2 separate regions of the Mus musculus genome follow, and region 1 is linked to region 2. A link is a contact called in public targeted proximity ligation data. All regions are on one chromosome and are shown on one strand. The core of a region is the stretch at or near the end of the contact, and the rest is flanking DNA. Distances in the headings are between cores, read along the strand shown. Region 1 holds the start of Vegfb (vascular endothelial growth factor B). Region 2 overlaps Nrxn2 (neurexin II).

Evidence for each region.
Region 1: a targeted proximity ligation map of forebrain shows a contact between it and region 2, with 2.9 times the contacts expected there. A contact is called at or near these places in 10 of 39 promoter capture datasets (the 3T3-L1 cell line, the C10 cell line, cranial neural crest and 5 more) and 8 of 130 datasets of targeted methods (bone marrow-derived macrophages, craniofacial prominence, embryonic forebrain and 5 more).

The regions. Positions count from the first base shown.
Region 1 is chr19:6,986,346-6,989,558 of GRCm38.p6, reverse strand. It overlaps Vegfb (vascular endothelial growth factor B), which reads left to right and starts at 1,908. Exons shown (of 7, transcript NM_001185164.1): 1 at 1,908-2,207; 2 at 2,743-2,785; 3 at 3,073-3,213. The coding sequence starts at 2,148. It overlaps Dnajc4 (DnaJ heat shock protein family (Hsp40) member C4), which reads left to right. Exons shown (of 7, transcript NM_001357001.1): 5 at 1-136; 6 at 1,284-1,370; 7 at 1,451-1,648. The coding sequence ends at 1,562.
Region 2 is chr19:6,444,668-6,447,575 of GRCm38.p6, reverse strand. All of the region lies in intron 3 of Nrxn2 (neurexin II), which reads right to left. Among named protein-coding and RNA genes, the nearest start is that of Gm14965, 27 kb to the right of the region's middle.

The DNA.
Region 1 (3,213 bases), core at 659-3,158, 540 kb before region 2:
ACTGGGCCCAGTTCCACAGTGTGAGGCCGCAGGGGCCGGAGTCAAGGAAGCAGCAGCGTAAACACAACCAGCGGGTCCTGGGGTACTGCCTCCTGCTCATGGTGGCAGGCATGGGCCTGCACTATGTTGCCTTCAGGTGCCTCCCCATGCTTCCTGGGATACTGGGTAGAGGGTGGGTCAAGCGTGCTGAGGCCAGCCAGCCACTGCAGCCTATGACCTGCATACTTTGTCTCTCTCAAGCTAAGAACTTTGTGAAATCAAGAATTGGAGCCCTGCCTTTCTGAGTAAAGGCAGATCTGCACACAGGGCTAGAGTCGTTTTCTGTTTCTCATAGCTTGAATGTTAATCTTTGATGCTGCTTGTTGGTGAGCTGGAGCCACCTGAAACCATACTCAAAAAACCACACACGGTCAAAACCCAGGGGTTCTCTCCTAGCACTGCGTAAATGAGGGCGGTTTTTCCTTTTTGTTTTGTTTTGATTTGTTTTGTTTTGTTTCTCTGAGACAGGGTTTCTTTGTGTAGAACTGGCTGACCTGGAACTCCCTGTGTAGACCAGGCTGGCCTCGAAGTCAGTGCACCATCACCACCAAGCAATTTTTTTTTTTTTTTTTTTTGCAAATTTTTTAAGTTCAGGGTCATCTTTGGTTACATATGGAGTTTGAGGCTAGCCTAGGCTACATTAAACTGTGTCTCAATATAGAAAGAAAGAGGGCCAGGCAGTGGTGGTGCACGCCTTTAATCCCAGCACTTGGGGGGCAAAGGCAGGTGGATTTCTGAGTTCGAGGCCAGCCTGGTCTACAAAGTGAGTTCCAGGACAGCCAAGGCTATACAGAGAAAACCTGTCTCAAAAAACCATAAAAAAAAATAAAAGAAAAGAAAGAAAGAGCGAGGAAGGACAAGTGCCGTATAACAGTGACAGTCCATGGTAGCTGCCAGGACCTCACCATACACTCGAATGCATGCTGTCATACCAGTTTTCTGTGGCATAGAAACCCAAAGGATGGAGCCCATTGTCCGTAGTATCTAGCAATGGAGATTACCTAAATATGCCCCCTTTCTAGTCTTCTGGGAGAGGCAACCTGATTTCAGAGCTGTTTCACCAACCTTCTTCACAGGACAGCCAGTGACTTAGGGTGCCACCTAGTTCTGGGACTTGGGCCACTTGGTGTCTGTTATAGAGAGAGATGTAAAGTTGTGTGAGAGATGCTAGAACCTGGTCAAGGACCAGGGTTTGAGGGACACCAGAGTTCGGAGACTCGGAGTTAACTGCAATTCCTTCACAGGAAGCTGGAGCAGGTGCATCGCAGCTTCATGGATGAAAAGGACCGGATCATTACAGCCATCTACAATGACACTCGGGCCAGGGCCAGGTCTGTCACTGCTCTGACTTTGCTTCCTGCTTCAGCACCACCCTCCAGGATGTCTGTCCTGATCCTGTTTTTCTTTCCAGGGCCAACAGAGCCAGGATTCAGCAGGAGCGCCAGCAGAGGCAGCAGCCTCGGGCAGAACCCTCCCTGCCTCCAGAAAGCTCCAGGATCATGCCCCAGGACACAAGCCCCTGAGAGGCTTAACTAAATGGGACCTTCATTGGTCCTCTCCCTGCTGCCTGTCCAGAACTACACGTGCAATAAACTCATTTTCAGACGCCTGTCCGATTCGGTCCTTCAGGTCACGCATCTCCTCACCCCTCCCCTCGTGAGGCAGCGACCCCCGGAGCTCGGCCTCCAGGGCGGTGTGTCCCCTTTCCCCTGCAGCGGCGGGAGGGGGCGTTTGGAGGGGACCGGCTCCGCCCCCGCCCCGCCTCCGCCCGCGGCCCGGTGGGGAGCGCGTGTTTAGGTCACATGAGCCTCTTGCCCGCCAGCCCCGGCCAGGCCCCCTGCCACCCCCCGCCGTCCCCGTTGCCCGCCGTCCCGGCCACCACCGCCGCCACTACAGGCCGCCTGCCTGTCTTGTTCCTCAGGCCGTCGCTGCGGCGCTGCGTTGCGCTGCCTGCGCCCAGGGCTCGGGAGGGGGCCGCGGAGGAGCCGCCCCCTGCGCCCCGCCCCGGGTCCCCGGGCCCGCGCCATGGGGCTCTGGCTGCCGCCGCCCCCCACGCCGCCGGGCTAGGGCCATGCGGGCGCTCCCGGCGCTCGCCCCCCGCGGGCACCATGAGCCCCCTGCTCCGTCGCCTGCTGCTTGTTGCACTGCTGCAGCTGGCTCGCACCCAGGTACGTGCGTCCGCGACATCCCGCTCGCTAGCTCGCCCGCCCGCCCGCGGTGCCCTCTCAAGGTTGGCGGAAGTGGGGAGGCGCCTGCTACCTCTGTCGAGGGGATCCTCAGTTCAAACCGGGAATATCCCTTAAGAGGTGCCCCTTGGCGAAGGCCCGCTAGTCCTAGCCCATGCCCCTGGGGCCACTCCCCCACCTCACCCCATCCCCTGGGCGGTTGTAGGGCGGAGCTGCCTCCGTGCCCTCCGAACCTCGTTTGTCTCCCACTATCCTGGCTCCTGACCTAAAACAAGCCCAGCGCTAAGGCTTGGGCTTTAGTACCATTCCCAGAGTATGCCTGGTGGGTCTTGGGCCAGGGAAAGTACCAGATGTCTGAGTATACAAGAAAAATTAGAACCAAGGTCTTGGGAACAGAATAAATCTGGAAAGGTGTCAGAAAGGCGCAGAAGCCTGACTCAAGGACGGAGCCCTTACATAGCCACAGGGCCAGCCCTTTTAGAGTGCATCTTGGGCCCAGGTATCTTCTTTCCCACAGGCCCCTGTGTCCCAGTTTGATGGCCCCAGCCACCAGAAGAAAGGTAATAATAGTTAACAATAACTTGCCACCAGCCAGTACTAAGAGGGGTTAGCACTTGCTCTGATTTCATATCCCTTATCTTGCGTGATCCCAACTCCTTTGGGCGATACCATTCCATAGAGGAAGAAACTGAGGCAGAGGGCTTAATCATTTCTTGAGAAACAAGGCAGAGAAAGACAGGTTTAAAAGATGGTTGGGGTGGTGGTGATAGGGTATCAGAGAGGCTACATGCTCAGAGGAGCTTCAGGAGACCTGATAAGAACTTAATCCATCTGGGTCTGCCCACAGTGGTGCCATGGATAGACGTTTATGCACGTGCCACATGCCAGCCCAGGGAGGTGGTGGTGCCTCTGAGCATGGAACTCATGGGCAATGTGGTCAAACAACTAGTGCCCAGCTGTGTGACTGTGCAGCGCTGTGGTGGCTGCT
Region 2 (2,908 bases), core at 111-2,610:
ATACACATGTGCACGCGCACACACACCAGGGGTCTGCATAACCTTGCGGGAAAGTGGGTAGTATAGAAACCTGGGCCTTAAAGGAAACCTCCAGACTGGGACTTAGAAAAGCCTCCTCTACAGCCCTAACTCTTCCAGCTGCCCATTCCAGCCACGCATGGAGAGAGCAGGTTCCAAAAGAAAACCTGCTTGTTTCTGAGAACTAGGGAAGCTGGAAGAAGGCATCTGCACCTATGGAAACCCTGGATCAAAAGATGCTGTGATTCTTTCAGAATCTGGGAATCTAGAAACTGTGCCTTCGGACAGCCAAGACCCCTGGGCAAGAGGCCAAGCACTCTGAAAGATCCAAACCCTTCCTGCCTAAATGACGCTACGGGTCCCCTTTCCCTGGCCAGGCCCTTGCTGAGGACAATTTAGCCCAGTGAGCAAGCCCTGGCAACCCTAACCTTCTTCAACCTGAGTCATTCCAGAATGAGCCACACCAGGCCTCCAGGCCCCAGAGAGACTGACAGCACCAGACCAGCGACAGAACTGATTCTCCTGGATCCCTGAGATGACCAACTAGCCCTACCCAACCCCTGCTCCCTGCCCAACCCCAGCCCTACCTCCCTGCTGTGGAGTCTGGCAAAGAGGGCTGGGGAGGAACAGTCTGCTGTCAGTAAATCATCCCAGCTCCTGTGGCATGAGATGCTAGACCTTGAGCCGGAAACTGAAGCCAGTGTGGAGATCAAAGAGCTGCAAGTATCTCTGGGGCACAGAGAGGACCAGGGTAGCCAGTGCCCAGGAGCCGAGGAGGCTGGGAAGGGCTTGGGCCCTGGGGAAAACAGAGCCATGTGGCTCCCGGCAGCTTCCTCTCCATCTCCATTGGTGTCTTCTTCCTTTATCTCACCTCTAGGTCGGAGGCTAGCTTGAGGGAGGAGGCCACAGTAACTGGGGCAGCATCAGGACAACACAGTTCTCAGGACACAGGATTTATTCAAAGCACTGGGAGGGTCTCCAGCTTTTTGGCTGTCTTTATACTCCTTGCTTCAAATAGTTCCTACCCTGCCACTCACGCTTAGACTACAAAATTCCAGCACCCCACTTCTAAACCTCAGGCCCCAAACCCTCCTCCCACTCTGCCTGTCAGCAGCAGCCTTGCCCTGAGGCCTTACTCTTAGAAATCCAGGCTTCTGTTGCCCTCAGTCCAGTGTTCGAGGGCCCATGGATTCAGTTTTTTGTCCTCTGCCCCCACCAGCACCTACAGCCCCTTAGGCCTGACTCCTGCTGGAGGAAGCCACACAGCTACCCTCAAGACCCTTCCGCTGCCCAGCTCTCTGCCAGCCTCATTAGCATGCGGCACTCTCCCTCTGTCACCAAGGCAACCAGCTGCTCAGCTCCCTCAGGCGTGACAGCACCAGCCATCTTGGTGAGGGGAGACCCGTTCCCTTCCTGTCTACTCCTGGCTCATCCTCAGATGACCGGATGACAGAGGCATCCCTCCCTACAACCTGTCTCCTCTCCCATCCCAATTATAGCTTGCTCTTTGTACCCTGGCCCCAGTACCCCTGGGGTGCTCTCTCCCCCATGACTACCTGTGGCATCCTGCCCCTCCTTCCACTCCTCCTACAGGCTGGCAGTGACGAACGTCAATGCCAAAGGCCCTCCCTTGGGTATTCTGTTTGGCTAATCTGGGTCTCCTCTCCTTGCTCGGAAGAGATTAAGGAAAGAATGGAGGCGCTCAGGGCACTGCATGGCAGGATACCTGGGTTCCTAGAGGAAGCCAACCCTTAGGCCTAGCATCCCAGCATGAAGGGACAGAGAAGGGGAGGCACAGAGAACCTCCAAGAGATCTGAAGAGGGACCTCAGGGAGGTCCAGCTGAGCCTGTGTCCTCACTTGCAGTCTCACCCCTGACTTGCACCCAGATCCCAGGACAACAGCCATGGAAAGAAAAAGATGGCAAAATTAAGAGACACAGACAGACATGCACAAGGACACACAGAAGGACCACATTCCTACCTGTGTACACACACACACCATATACACCCTGCACTATTGCTGATATTCAGGCCCACATCCATACCAGCAGGTTACCAGGACACCTCACACAGAGCTCATTCCCTGGTCTCCAAAGCTGACCTTCCCTTGATCTTCTCATGCCTTTCTCTCCTCTCCCTGCTCCAAGTTCCTTCTCTGCAGCCTCTGCCCTTCCCTCTCAGCCAGGCCTTCCCTGCTAAGCTCCTCTCCTTTCTCTCCTTTCTCTCCTTTCTCTCCTCTCCTCCCCCTCTCTCTCCCTCTCCCTCCCTCCCTCTCCCTCTCTCCCCCCTCTCTCCCCCCAGCTCTTTTTAATCCCACCACTTGCTCCTCTCCCTGTCTCTGTGCCCCCTCCTCCTCCCAAGCCTCTCCTCTCCCTTGTCTTTACTCTCTCCCTCCATCCATCTCTCCCTTTATTCCAGAGGAGACATCTAGAGCAAGTTAAAGTCACTAAATCTTATCTCCAGCCCTCAGAAGGCTGTGTCCACCCAGATGTGCAGGCTCTCTCCTTCTCTCTCCTTCTCTCTCACATGCATACTGGGTAAACAGTGACACACAGAGATGCAAACACACAAAGCTCTGGTGGTTCCTCCAGAGACACATGGACACACGCCACTCCATGGACAAAATAATAAGCTGGTGCCCAGCACGCCCACACAGACAGCCAAGCCAAGAGAAGATGTGCACACACAAACACAGATGCAGACACAGACACTAGGTCACCCGAGGAGACCCGAAGAGAAGAAACAGACGAGGTAAGCTGAGGATACCACAAGGAAAACGGGTTCCACTTATACCCAGACCTGTAGCCCTCACTGCCTGTCCTTCCCAGGACTCACACATCCTTGGAGTCTCTGTGCTCTTCCCAGAAGGGCCAGGCCCAGGGGTCTTAG